3 separate regions of the Sus scrofa genome follow, and all the other regions are linked to region 2. Evidence: chromatin contacts called from public Hi-C data. All regions are on one chromosome and are shown on one strand. The core of a region is the stretch at or near the end of the contact, and the rest is flanking DNA. Distances in the headings are between cores, read along the strand shown. Region 1 overlaps KIF13A (kinesin-like protein KIF13A). Region 2 holds the start of KIF13A (kinesin-like protein KIF13A). Region 3 holds the start of NUP153 (nuclear pore complex protein Nup153).

What was found. Hi-C and Micro-C count contacts between places; a contact is called where the count stands out from the background.
Region 1: a contact with region 2 is called in a Hi-C map of subcutaneous adipose tissue, with 2.1 times the contacts expected there. The contact joins the enhancer-like site here to the promoter of KIF13A in region 2. A contact is called at or near these places in 1 of 5 promoter capture datasets (liver) and 5 of 47 Hi-C or Micro-C datasets (embryonic fibroblasts, heart right ventricle, skeletal muscle and 1 more).
Region 3: a Hi-C map of embryonic fibroblasts shows a contact between it and region 2, with 2.3 times the contacts expected there. The contact joins the promoter of NUP153 here to the promoter of KIF13A in region 2. A contact is called at or near these places in 1 of 5 promoter capture datasets (liver), 3 of 47 Hi-C or Micro-C datasets (embryonic fibroblasts, epiblast stem cells and skeletal muscle) and 1 of 2 datasets of contacts at active chromatin or transcription factors (alveolar macrophages).

Annotation. Positions count from the first base shown.
Region 1 is chr7:13,554,989-13,558,856 of Sscrofa11.1, reverse strand. All of the region lies in intron 14 of KIF13A (kinesin-like protein KIF13A), which reads left to right. Among named protein-coding and RNA genes, the nearest start is that of NUP153, 90 kb to the right of the region's middle. Within about 2 kb of position 1,831, at least 8 of the 83 cell types and tissues checked have an H3K27ac peak or open chromatin away from gene starts, as enhancers often do. A contact at or near this core is called in subcutaneous adipose tissue, where this site is marked.
Region 2 is chr7:13,715,186-13,719,160 of Sscrofa11.1, reverse strand. KIF13A (kinesin-like protein KIF13A) reads left to right here and starts at 2,317. Exons shown (of 40, transcript XM_021100220.1): 1 at 2,317-2,540; 2 at 2,819-2,909. The coding sequence starts at 2,486.
Region 3 is chr7:13,464,464-13,468,610 of Sscrofa11.1, reverse strand. It overlaps NUP153 (nuclear pore complex protein Nup153), which reads left to right and starts at 2,034. Exons shown (of 22, transcript XM_001926651.6): 1 at 2,034-2,714. The coding sequence starts at 2,604.

The DNA.
Region 1 (3,868 bases), core at 582-3,081, 160 kb after region 2:
ACACAGCAGGAGAAGGCCCCGAGGGATTAAGGGATAGTCATTATTTCCTCAGATCTATCCTCAGATCCACCAGTTCTCTCATGACCTGCCTTGCCTGCTGCTTAACCATTCTCCTAAGTTTTGCATTTCAGTGTCTGTTTTTCATTTGCAGAAGTTTAGGAAGTCCTTTTTCAGATAAGCCTGGTCTCTATTGGTGGAGTCTTGTTTTTCACTCCATAGTGTGCTTTAATAATTTTATTTTTACTTACTTTATTGCCCTTATTTGGAAACCCTATTCTCCAAATTTGAAGATTCCCTTCATTCCAACTGCTTGTTGTATCTGCTGATAACTTTGCTTCCTAAAGCAGTCATGATATTTTAGATGTGCTTATTTATCTTCAGCAGTTTATCTGTGGAAGTCCTGGTGGCCTGGGTGCGGCTATATAAATTCCTTCAGAGAGATTTTATATTTGTTTCTTTCAAGTGCCCTAGGCATGCGTCCAAACAGAAATTACTTTTTATGCTAATTTCTTGGCTTGACTACCCAACCAGGCAGTTTCCATAACTTTTTTTTTTTTTTTATTGTAATAAGAGCATACTCAAATGGCAGAGTGATGTGTGTATATGTGTGTTCAGGGCTGTGTGTGTGTGTGGGGGTGTGTGTGTAACCACCTACATAGTAATTGATATGTAAGAGAGGTGAAGCTTCTATTTTTCTCTAATTTCCTCTGGAACTGGTTTTAGTTTTATTCTAGAATAACACTGCACTACTGAACTTTTTTATAGAAAAGTTTATGAATCTGCTAAGACCATTTGGTAGCCACTATTGAGATGATGCTGTTGAAAATTAATATGTAGCTAGGGAGAATGAGAACCTGAATTTTTTTTTTTTTTTTTTTGGCCACACCCATGGCTTGTGGATGTTCCCAGGCCAGGGATCAAACCCATGCCATGTCACCACCCTGAGCTGCTGCAGTGATAATGCCAGATCCTTAACCTACTGTGACACAAGGGAAATCCCAAGAATTGTATTTTTAAAATTATAATTCAGAGTTTAAAATAATAAAGGACACTGAGTAACACATTTCTACTGTTGATCATACTGCAATTCCTAGAATTTCTGGAGGGTTTTTCAGACACTTTAATAAGCAAAGGGAAAATATTTTCCTTAAAAACTGACTACTGATTTTTTTTTTTTTTTTTTTTTTTTTTAGGTAGAAGAGATAAGTATTCTATACAATTGGAAAAAAAAATCTTCTATCATCCTTTTGACAAAAATGTGTATATATTTATAGTGTTAAAAAAACAAAATTCAAGGAAGTTCCCTTGTGGCACAGCAGGTTAAGGATCCAGTATTGCTGCAACCATGGCACAAAACTGTAACTGTGGCACAGGTTCGATCCCTAGCCCAGGAATTTCCACGTGCCACGGGTACAGCCAAAAAACAAACAAAACCCTCCAAATTTGAGTAAATTTGAAGATGGAATTGCTGTATGAAATGGTTCGTGAATTAGGCACCATCTCAGACAGAACGATCCTCTGAGGGGTTACACAACCTGGAAGAGTTACATAATAAGAAGGGTGGGTCAGGGAAAGGAAATCATTAGCAAGGACGTTCATTGGAGGAAAGTAAAAGTTCAAGTGACACCTCTCCTTGACTGAGCCGTGGCGTTTTTATTGGCTGGGCTTGTTGCTAGGCAGGAAGGAGGCCTGTCTTCTTCCTGCTGGGGTAGCAGAATAGTTGTACTTTACCCCCCCTGTTTTGGGGGTACAAGGTAGGTTTCTTCCTGTTGGGGTCATTAGCTGACGTCTTTCATTTGAGGTAAGTAATGGCAGGATGTGAGTTTCCTCTTGAGGCTTCTTGACCTCAATTTTAGTTAAGGTTTCTTTTCAGTAATTTTCACAAGGGACAAATATGTGCATGCATATTCTGATCTCATTTTCCATTTTCGGCAGATGAATAAATCAGAATATAATTCCAAATAGATGGGAAACAGACTTTCAAAACTTGAGTCACAATGTTGCGAGTCATTTGGATAGGAGCGTGTTAGTGTAAAATATACACACCAAAGTTTTCCTATGTTTGTGTATGGCATATTAAAAACATTTTAGATGATATTCCAGAGTACTTTTAATTAATAAAATTTTAGGAGTTCCCGTTGTGGCTCAGTGGGTTAAGAACTGACACAGTATCCATGAGGATTCGGGTTTGATTCTTGGCATCACTTAGAGGATTAAGGATCCAGCATTGCCACAAGCTGTGGCCTAGGTCGCAGATGTGGCTTGGATCTGGCATTGCTGTGGCAGTGGTGTAGGCCTGCCGCCCGCAGCTCCAATTTGACCCCTAGCCCAGGAACTTCCATATGCCACAGGTGTGGCCCTAAAAAAAAAAAGAAAAGGAAAAGAAAGAAGAAGAAAAAAATATATATATCTTAGTCACCAGATTTGAATTCTACCACAAAGGTAAAATGTGGTAACATTTTTCATATGTGAATGCTCCTTGTTCCATAACTTTGAGCTTGAGAGTTCCCTAAAGATAAGGAACCAGCTGAGACTATATGATAAAAGCAATTTACAAAAAAATTAAAACTCAAAGTAATACTCTTTATTTTTCTCCATCAAACTTCACCTGACAGTCTTTTAGCAAATTAAATTTCAGTTAATTAACTAATTAGTTATCCCCATAATGTTTTGTTTTGCCCTTAAAGGCTAGTAAATGTCTTTAAGTGAAGGAAACATTTATAAGAAGACTAAAATTGTCCATGCTAAAAAATCTGGAGGACTTTTCCTCTCCCACTAAAAAAAGCCACAAAGACAGAGCTTTAGCTGTGTCAAAGGATCAGTTGATGAGATCTTCTAATAAGCAGAAAATCCTACATAACTCATTTAGGCTCCTGACTTCACAGCCCCTGCATGGCCCATGAGCTGTAGAAAGTTGCAATGTGAGGGAAACCGCACTATTGAAAGACCACCTCCCATGTCTATTCCACAGTTGCTTCTTCAAAATTTGTTTCAGACAAGTCCAAGATGCACAGACCAGCACAAACCCAGAGACCGGTGAACATCATTTATGGTGTGACATATACTGTGTAATTGAGACTATTACAGTTGTTTTCCATACCCCTAATTATTTGCTTATTTTTATTAAAGGATAATTGACTTACAGTATTATATTAGTTTCAGGTATACAGCATAATGTTTTGATAGATTTATATTTTATTGTCATTTATATTATTTTATTTTATTTTAATGGCCACACTCAGGCATATATGGAAGTTCCCAGGCCAGGGGTTGACTCTGAGCCATATCTGTAATGCTGGATTATCTAACCCACTGTGCCACATTGGGAACTCCCCCCCATTGTCTTATAAAGGATCTTTTTCAGCTCATTCTTGAAATCAAGATCCAGGGAAGATTCGACCATCGTCATTGATTGTTATGTCTCTTAGGTTTCTTTTAGCCCATGAGGCCCCCTCTCTCCTCCACACACCCACCCCCTGCCTTGTTTTCTTGCATTTCATTTGCTGAAGACACCTAACATTTTGCCCCTTGCATCCCGGGGTATCATTTAGCCTCTTCCCTCTGTGCTTCTGAAGTTGGTATTTAGATATAAAAGTTTGATCAGGTTCAGCTCAAATATGGTCAGGAATATCCCATAGGCATTGCTGTCCATCTCCCTCAGGAGTGCAACTGCTTTTGAGGGTTTTTGGTGTCCCTTGATCATCTTTGCCCAGATCTCGTGTTGCCATAGTAGTTACCATTCTGTTATTGCTTCATTAGGTATTAGTCGAATATGTCTAGTGAGGGAACGTTCCCCCAGTTATTGCTTCAGCTCCTAGGTCTGGGCTTTGTGCTCTTCACTGTTCAGCTGACCTATGCCCCCGACCCC
Region 2 (3,975 bases), core at 1,068-3,567:
ACTGAGCTATGATGGGAACTCCTCTAATTTTAGAATTTTAGAACAGAGTCACCCCTCAGGGAGCACTTGGCCAGCAAACATTCTCAAGCAGGGGGATGACCACTTTGGGGGAGGTTTTAGAAGGGTCCAGAAGACCCCAAAGGGCACTTTCCCACTCTAAAACAATGTTATTTCAAATGAGTTAAGGCTAAAAACTGTTTTGAAGAAGAAACTTTTTTTTTTCTTTTTTCTTTTCTTTTCTTTTTTGCATTTTTAGGGCTGCATCTGCAGCATATGGAAGTTCCCAGGCTAGGGGCTGAATCAGAGCTGTAGCTGCCAGCCTATGCCACAACCACAGCAAAGCCAGATCCAAGCCATGTCTGTGGCCTACACCGCAGCTCACAGCAATGCTGGATCCTTAACCCCCTGAGCAAAGCCAGGGATCGAACCCACGTTCTCGTGGATCCTAGTCGGGTTTGTTATCGCCGAGCTGCAATGGGAACTCCTTGAAGAAGAAACCCTTCTTAGAAGAGGTAAGGGCTAATCTGGGCCTTTAGAGTTGTAGACAGAAACTATTTAACCAGCAGCACCAAATTAATCTGGCCAACCCACCTTAAGACCTCTTACCTATTTATGGTGTGTTGTGGGTCCTCATCCTTCAGACCCTCTCCCAGTCACTTGCAACCCTCAATTCTTACATCCCAGTGGCTGCTAAGTCATCTTGCCTCTGTACTGCATTGGCTTCGCTCTAGCCATCATCACTTCTGATCTAGAGGACTGCGAAAGCCTTCTGGAAGGTCTTATGAGTCATTCCTCAGAATGCTCTGAACACATCAGTCCCCGGCTCCAAAACCAAAGCATTCATTCAGTTTCCATTGCCTTTTGAATAAAGTTGAAAAAAAAAAAAAGTTTTTTCTCTTTCTCTCTTTCTTTTGGCTGCACCGGCGGCATTTGGAAATTCCCCCCCGCCAGGACTGGCATCTGAGCTGCAGCTGCAACCTATGCCACAGCTGTGGCAATGCCGGACCGTTTAAACCATGGTGCTGGGCTGAGGAATGGAACCCCAGCGGACACAGAAACAAGGCCGGACCCTTAACCCACTGCACCCAGCCGGAACTCTCAGTTGCAGTCTTAGGCATTCAAGGATTTCATGATGTGACAGAGAATGAAGGGAGGGGTGGTGATGAAAAAAGAAGAGTAAGAGTGGGGAGAGAGTCAAGCTCATACTTGGCACCAGTTGGAGACAGAATTGAAACTGTCATCGCATCTGCTACACAGTCCAGCGTCATATCTGATTCCGTGCTATTTTTCCCGCCACAGAGTGCGCGTCTGCAGCACAAGACGCATAACTTTATTCACGCTTTTGTGTGTCCTCCGCAGCACTTTGCACACAGTTGTTCCCAGTACAATTTCCATTGACCTTAAGGATGGTTGAATTCCCACAATCAAGCAAACTGGAACGATTTCCCTAGACCTAAATCTAAGGTTTTAGACTTTTGTACACTTCAAAATGCCTGGCACACAGTAAGCGCCCAATAAGCACTTGTTGAGCCGCACAGAATACATCAGATTCGCCCAGTTCAGCCCTGGCAGAGAGGTCGGCCTCTGGCAGGACGACAAAATCCATGGCTATTAAATTGTTATGTAAGAGTTAATGACCCTCCTGGCCCACTTGACATCTCTCCGGCAAGAGAAGTGCAAGGGCAGGGAAAGGAAGAGAGAGCAGTATTTGCAAACACTCTCTCTCTCGGTGGTAGGGGCACAGATTGATTTCTAGCCTTGGTTCACCATAAGGATCTGAAAACACCGCTGCGCGCGCCAGGCGGTGCGGGGCGGGAGGAGCGGGCGGCGTGCTGGCATTTCGGTTGAGGCGCATTCCCTTCCGTGGGTAAGGCCTGCCCACCCGGCACGCCCAAGGGCGCTGGGTCTGCGGGTGACAGCGGCCCCAGAAGGTGACTCGAGTTCTAGGCGGTGCCCGTGGGGTCCCCGCTGGCTCGGGTGCAGGCCGGGCCCGGGGAAACCGGGCGCCCCGCCCCGGGTGGCAGCAGCCCCGAGCCCCCAGCCGCTCGCCGTCCCCTCCCGGGTATCCGCTGCGCTCCAGTGGGCGCCGCCGGGCCCGGCTTCCCCGAGCCGGGGGGCGCGCACGCCGCGAGGCGCGGAAGATGGCGGCGCGGCCGGGACCGGGGTGGCCGCGAGGGGCCGCGGCGCTTGGCGCTCGGCTGGGCCGGCGCGGCTAGAGCGGCGCCTGGGCCCGGGCGGCGCGGCCTCCTCCCCGCCCGCCGCCGCCGCCGCCGCGCCCCGCCCCGCGCGCCCGCCCGCCTGCCCGCCCCTCCCCGGGCCGCGGCCGTGCCCCGCGTCGCGCTCCCCCGGGATGGCCCGCGCGCCTCGGCGCTGCCTCTCGGAGCACACGGCGGAGCGGCGGCGGCCGCGCTCGGGGGGCGCGCGGCTGCGGCGGCGGCGGCGCCGCGCGTGAGGGGCCGCCTCGGGCCGAGCGGGCGCCGCCAACATGTCGGATACGAAGGTAAAAGTTGCCGTCCGGGTCCGGCCCCTGAACCGACGAGGTGAGGAGCTTTCCGCTCGTTTTCGTGTGTGGTCGGGCCGAGGGCGGGGGCAACTTTGGAAACTGCGGGGCCGCGGGGCTGGGGCGGCCGAAGCGGAGCCGGGGTCGGTGCGCCCGGCCGGAGGCGGCGCCCGCACCGGTCGCGGGACCCGGCGCGCCGGCTCCCGGCTCCCGGCTCCCGGCTCGGCCGCCTCCCGGGGGAGCCCGCACGGCGCACGAAAGCGGGCTGCGGGCGCGGATGCTCGACTTTGCAACGTCCGTTTTGCCTTTGGCTTTCAGAACTGGAACTGAACACCAAGTGCGTGGTGGAGATGGAAGGGAATCAAACGGTCCTGCACCCTCCTCCTTCTAACACCAAACAGGGAGAAAGGTAAAGCGGGTGCCGAGAGGGCGGGCGGGAGGGTCCAGCCCCGCCGCCTCCTGCAAGTTTGAGCCAGGAAAATGGGAGTGCTCTTTCCTATTGTTAGGAGGTCGGCTTCAAGTTTGTCGCACGCTCCTGGCTGAAGCTGTGGCAAGTCCAAGTTCCTCTCTCCTCCCTCTGCCCCCCTCCTCGTTGTCCCCTCCCACCTAGAGCGGCATCAGGCTGCGCCCCCAGGCCAGAGCCGGGACCAGTCGGCTGTGCCTCCTGTCGGGTTCGAGGCACCCAGAGAGTGAGGGAGCAGGATGGGACCCTTGAGACAATGAGTCCAACGGCCACATTTTACAGATGCGAAAACTGAGGCCTGAGTTGGGCAGATGACCACCCCAAGGCCTGGTTCGTGGAACCCAGTGCCCTTGGTTCTTTCCACCCCTGCTCTGTTTGCTTTATTTGGCAGAACTGTTAAGGAACTTTGTGTGTAAAATGAGAGGTGGGAAGGAACACCCCCACAATAAAGCAAACAGTATTGTACGACGTAGGCTCAGGCCTGGACCATTTAAAATCTTTTTTTATTTTTTATTTTTGGTGCTGGGTTGAAATAATGCTTGAAGGTAATGCGCGAATTTTGATTTTCAAGGAAACAAAAGTAGTGCCCCGAGCTGTATAGACGATGGGGGGGCATGTTTAAAAGGGGGCTGTATTTACTAGATGGCAACATATTTGCATTTGAAAAGTGACAACTGTTGGATCCTTATTAATTCAGCTCTATTCCACGCAGTAGTATGGGAAAATGCCCTAAAATAATTTGAATATTTGGCATTTTTCTGGTAAGCCCCTGAGAAGAAAACGGTTGGAATTCGTTCAGACTAGCAGTGCAGTAGCTTGTAAAAATAGAAAGGAAAAACCAGGGAGATTTGACAAAATTAATTCCTCTCCGGCATGAGTTTGTGTTTTTGAAAGTCACCTGTTGATTGATGTGATACAATTTAGTGCCTTTTTTTTTTTTTTCCTCTTCGGAGATTTTTTTTTCCCCCCACTGAAGAGAGACTGAAAGTAGGGTTTGTTACTTTATTGCCAA
Region 3 (4,147 bases), core at 785-3,284, 250 kb after region 2:
CTGCCAGCCTACACCACAGCCACAGCAATGAGGGATCCAAGCTGCATCTGCAAACTACATCACAGCTCACAGGAATGCCAGATCCTTAATCCGCTGAGTAAGGCCAGGGATAGAACCCACATCCTCATGGATACTATTTGGGCTCATAATCGGCTGAGCCACAACGGGAACTACATGGCCCAGCTCTATTGCATGTCCTTTCCTTTCAGAGCAGCGCTATGAATGCTGTCCCAAACACCAAAGAACAGCCTCCAAGAAAGGAATGATTTTTGAGTCCCCATTCACACTCCTGTGCTGGATTCTGAGTTTAGTAGGGTGAAAGGGGCAAATGGGATGCGGCTACAGTTCAATCTTCTATTTACGTCATGCAAGTAAAGATTCAGGTACAGATCTTTCCTGGGTATTAAAGCTTTTTAGGAATGACTACTTTGCTTGTCACATACCTAGCTAAGAATTGCGAAAGACAAACAATTGTATTAAAGGATGAGGTGCCTCTGGGGAAAGAGCTTGTGTACCTGGAGAGTCTAGTGAGAAGTTAGTGGTGGAGTTGGGGCATGAAGGTATAAAATGGAAGCACAAAAGGAAGTAGATTAATTTTGTCCATCATATTTGGGAACTTTTTATAGTCTTGGTGGTGATAAGGTCAGAGATGCCATTTGTTCTGTCAGCCTATGCTGGAAGATGCTGCAAATTCTAAGGTACTGCTTAAGTTTGGCTTCACCTTTTGACTTATATGATTTATATAGCGATTGGAATCATGCAATTTGGTGGTAGAGATGGTATAAAAGTCTTGAGGTTAATTATTTGTATCAGATAACTGGATGATATTAGATGCTTTCTGTCTAAGCAGTTATTATGAATTATGTATATTAATCCTTTCACCAGAACCACCAACTTGTTGAGGTTAATATTCATTCTATTTGCAGATGAGGAAACTGAAGCGTAGAAAGAGGATCAGTAACTTACCCAAGGCTACACAGCTAGTAAGTGATAGATTTAAAATTAAGTTTATTTGAATCCAAAGCTATTTATAAGCTTTAAAATCAATTGTCTCAAATGGAACATTAAGCCCATGTGTTTTCACAGAAGTAGATTTTCTTTCTAATCACTTGGTTACTTGTTTCAACTCCTACAGAAAAGTTGGGTTATAGTCCTGGCTTTGACTGCCCAGTTCAGTGTCCTCCAATATGTCGACTAAATTCTCCGGAACCCCGTCTTGTCCGTTGAATGAGGGCTGGCGCACGTGATCACCCAGATCTTTCTAACGGTCAACTTTTAAAAATCGCTATACTTTGTGGATTAAGTCTTTGAGCCTAACTCACTTTTCACTTTGCTAAATATAATGCCTTCTATTTGGAGCAAATATATGTATACTTTTATTACTGGTAATATACGGCTTACCTCTAACGTGAGCTTGACTGCTGTAGGTGATCACCGTAACCATTTATTGCATCTCTTGCATGCCAGGAAATACACTAAGTGCTCCACGTAGATGATCGCAACAGCTGTATAAGCTGGATTTTAAAGTTCCCATTTTATAGGGGCGGAAGGTTTTGACTTCAAGGTCAAACTTAAGTGGTGGAGCCAGACAGCACTTGTGTGTTTGACAACAAAGCCCTTATTGTAACGGACATTAATGAAACTGTATATATTTGCTAATTCTGTTTTAGGCTTAAAGATCATAGACACTGTCTTTTCAACCAGTTTTTTTCTTTTTATAAGATATTGTTAGCTTCTCTCTGTGATTTTACTATGTGCTTACTTTCTTCCCGCTTTACCATTCCAGAGAAGGAAAGTGGGAAGGAGGTTACCGTTTGTGTTAAATGCCTCTTTCAAAGTTTAGAATCAAGAGCAGTTAAAAGGAACGGAACCCCTGGCTTTGTGCCTCTGCAGGGAACCGCCGCTCTCCTTCCGCGTCCTCCGTTCTGAGCACGCGCCTCCTTCCGTTGAACTACGTTTCCCAGCGGCCCGCGCGGCTGAGAGCGCGGGCTCGACTAGCCCTTCCCACCTCCCCGCCTATCACCTGGTCACATCGTGATGATGCAAACTCGTCGCGCGCTGACTAGTGACGGCGTCCTGGCTCGCGACCGCAGCGGCGGCCTTAGTAGCGGTAATAGACGCAACAGCGGCGATTGCAGGGACGACGACGACGACGGCGGGGCGGGCGCTGTGCGCAAAGGGGAGGGGTAGGCGGGCGGCGCCGGCGGCTTCAACTGCGGCAGCTACGGCTAGGGCGACGGAAGAAGAATCCCCGTCAGCCGGCGGTCGCGTTAGGCCTAAGCAGCGCTTGGAACCTCTTGTGTTGTCCTCGCGGAGAATCTCCATAGAGACGGTGACATACACAGAGGCGGGGGTCCGCGGGAGGCTGCCGGACGGGAGCCAGGTCCTCGGCCTGTGTCGCCGCCACCCCCTTCGCTGCCGCCAGCGCGCATTCTCTCTCGGCTCCTGCTCGCAGACCCGCGGTTCCTGGTGTGCCTGTGACCCACTGTGTGGGCAGCGCGGACGGACTTTTGGGCTGGGGCCGGGCGGGGGGGCCTCAAGGCCGCCTCTGCCTCTCCCGCCCCCTAACCCGCTCCTCAGGGGGAAGCCGCGGAGGCTCCGCCATGGCCTCGGGAGCCGGAGGCTTAGGAGGGGGCGGTGGCGGCAAGATCCGGACGCGGCGTTGCCACCAGGGGCCAATTAAGCCTTACCAGCAGGGGCGACAACAGCACCAGGTACGGGACCCCGGCGCCTCGGGGCCTAGCGGGTCGGGCACTGGGGTGGGGAGGGAACGGGCGTGAGGGGTCCGGGGCCCCACGTGGAGCGGACGGGAGGGCCTGAGCGAAGGCCCGAGCAGGGCGGCGGGAGCTCGGGCCGCTGGGGTGGCGACGGGAAGTGGGCTGAGACAGGCCAATCTTGCGGCGCACACGTGTGGTTCGGGCCGCCTCTCCCCAGCCCTCTTAGCCTGGGGCTTTCCCCCGACCGGCGCAGGGCGGGAACAGAAATCCTAGGCCACGACGGGCCTAGGATTCTTTCGTTTTTGGCGGGGATTGGGGGTGTGAGGGTGTTACCCACGTCTTCTGGATGGGAGAAAGGAAAAGATGTGGCTGGAGGCCCCTACGTTTGATATTTTCTAGTCTCCCGCGTTTCAGCGTGAGTGGGGAGGGGGCTGCCCTGGGGTATCGGCCTCTGGGGCCCCCGGGGGTTGGTGGTGGTGGGGGGCGCTGTTAAACGGCAAGTGGAAGAAGTTACTCTCAACCTATTAGTTAATTCTCCATCTCCCCTTCCCGGGTGCCTCCCGATCTGAGAGCGTTGACTTAGATTTTTGTTTTCTTAACCGGGTTATAGTTAGTGGCACCGGGGCATTTTGAAAGTCCCTCTCCGCACTTACGTCTTTTTTCCGTCGCAAGACTCTTCCCTCCCCACTATGTCCACCCCTCCCCTTTTTATTTTGGAGGCTAGAATTGGCCATTGCGCACAGTTGACCGGAACTCCAGTTCTCATCTCATGCACAAAATATTTTAATATTATGGGACGTACTTTAGGAAGTTCAGGTACTTTTTAATAGTCTAGGAATATTGGTGGTCTTATAATTTAGTCACCTTGTGTACTCGTGGGCGCTCGAAATTATGAACAGGGGTTTAGTCTAATTGTAACTGAGATGTTAGAGTCTGAGAAAATTCTGCTTTTTAGCTGTTAATTGTTTGTTATGGGAATTGAGTAGGAAAATGTTAAATATTCTAATAAAAGGCCCTTTAAAATTTCTCGGTGGGAAGTATATGTCTTAAACCTGTAAAAAAACTAAAGTATGGCAAAAGGGTCTGAAAACTTGTTGCGTCCTGTTGAAGGCAGACTTCCTAGATTGCTGTGTTGTGGATGATAATGAATATGAGCACTTTGACATGTTTAGTGGTGGTAAATTGTATCATGAAAAAACAGAATTTTAAAAATAAAGATTTGGGAGAAATTTCTTAACAGTAAAAACTGGGTTATAATAGTAAGTATCTTTCTACTAATGGTTATAAGCCTTGGCATTATTGTTAGCTCCCACCACCAGTTGTCCCCCAGATATATACCAGGAGTGCTTGGTTTTTAGATTTCTTTGTGAGGAGCAGGGGTACTTGCAGACAGATTTGAGATTAAAATTCAGGTCACAGGACTGGCCATT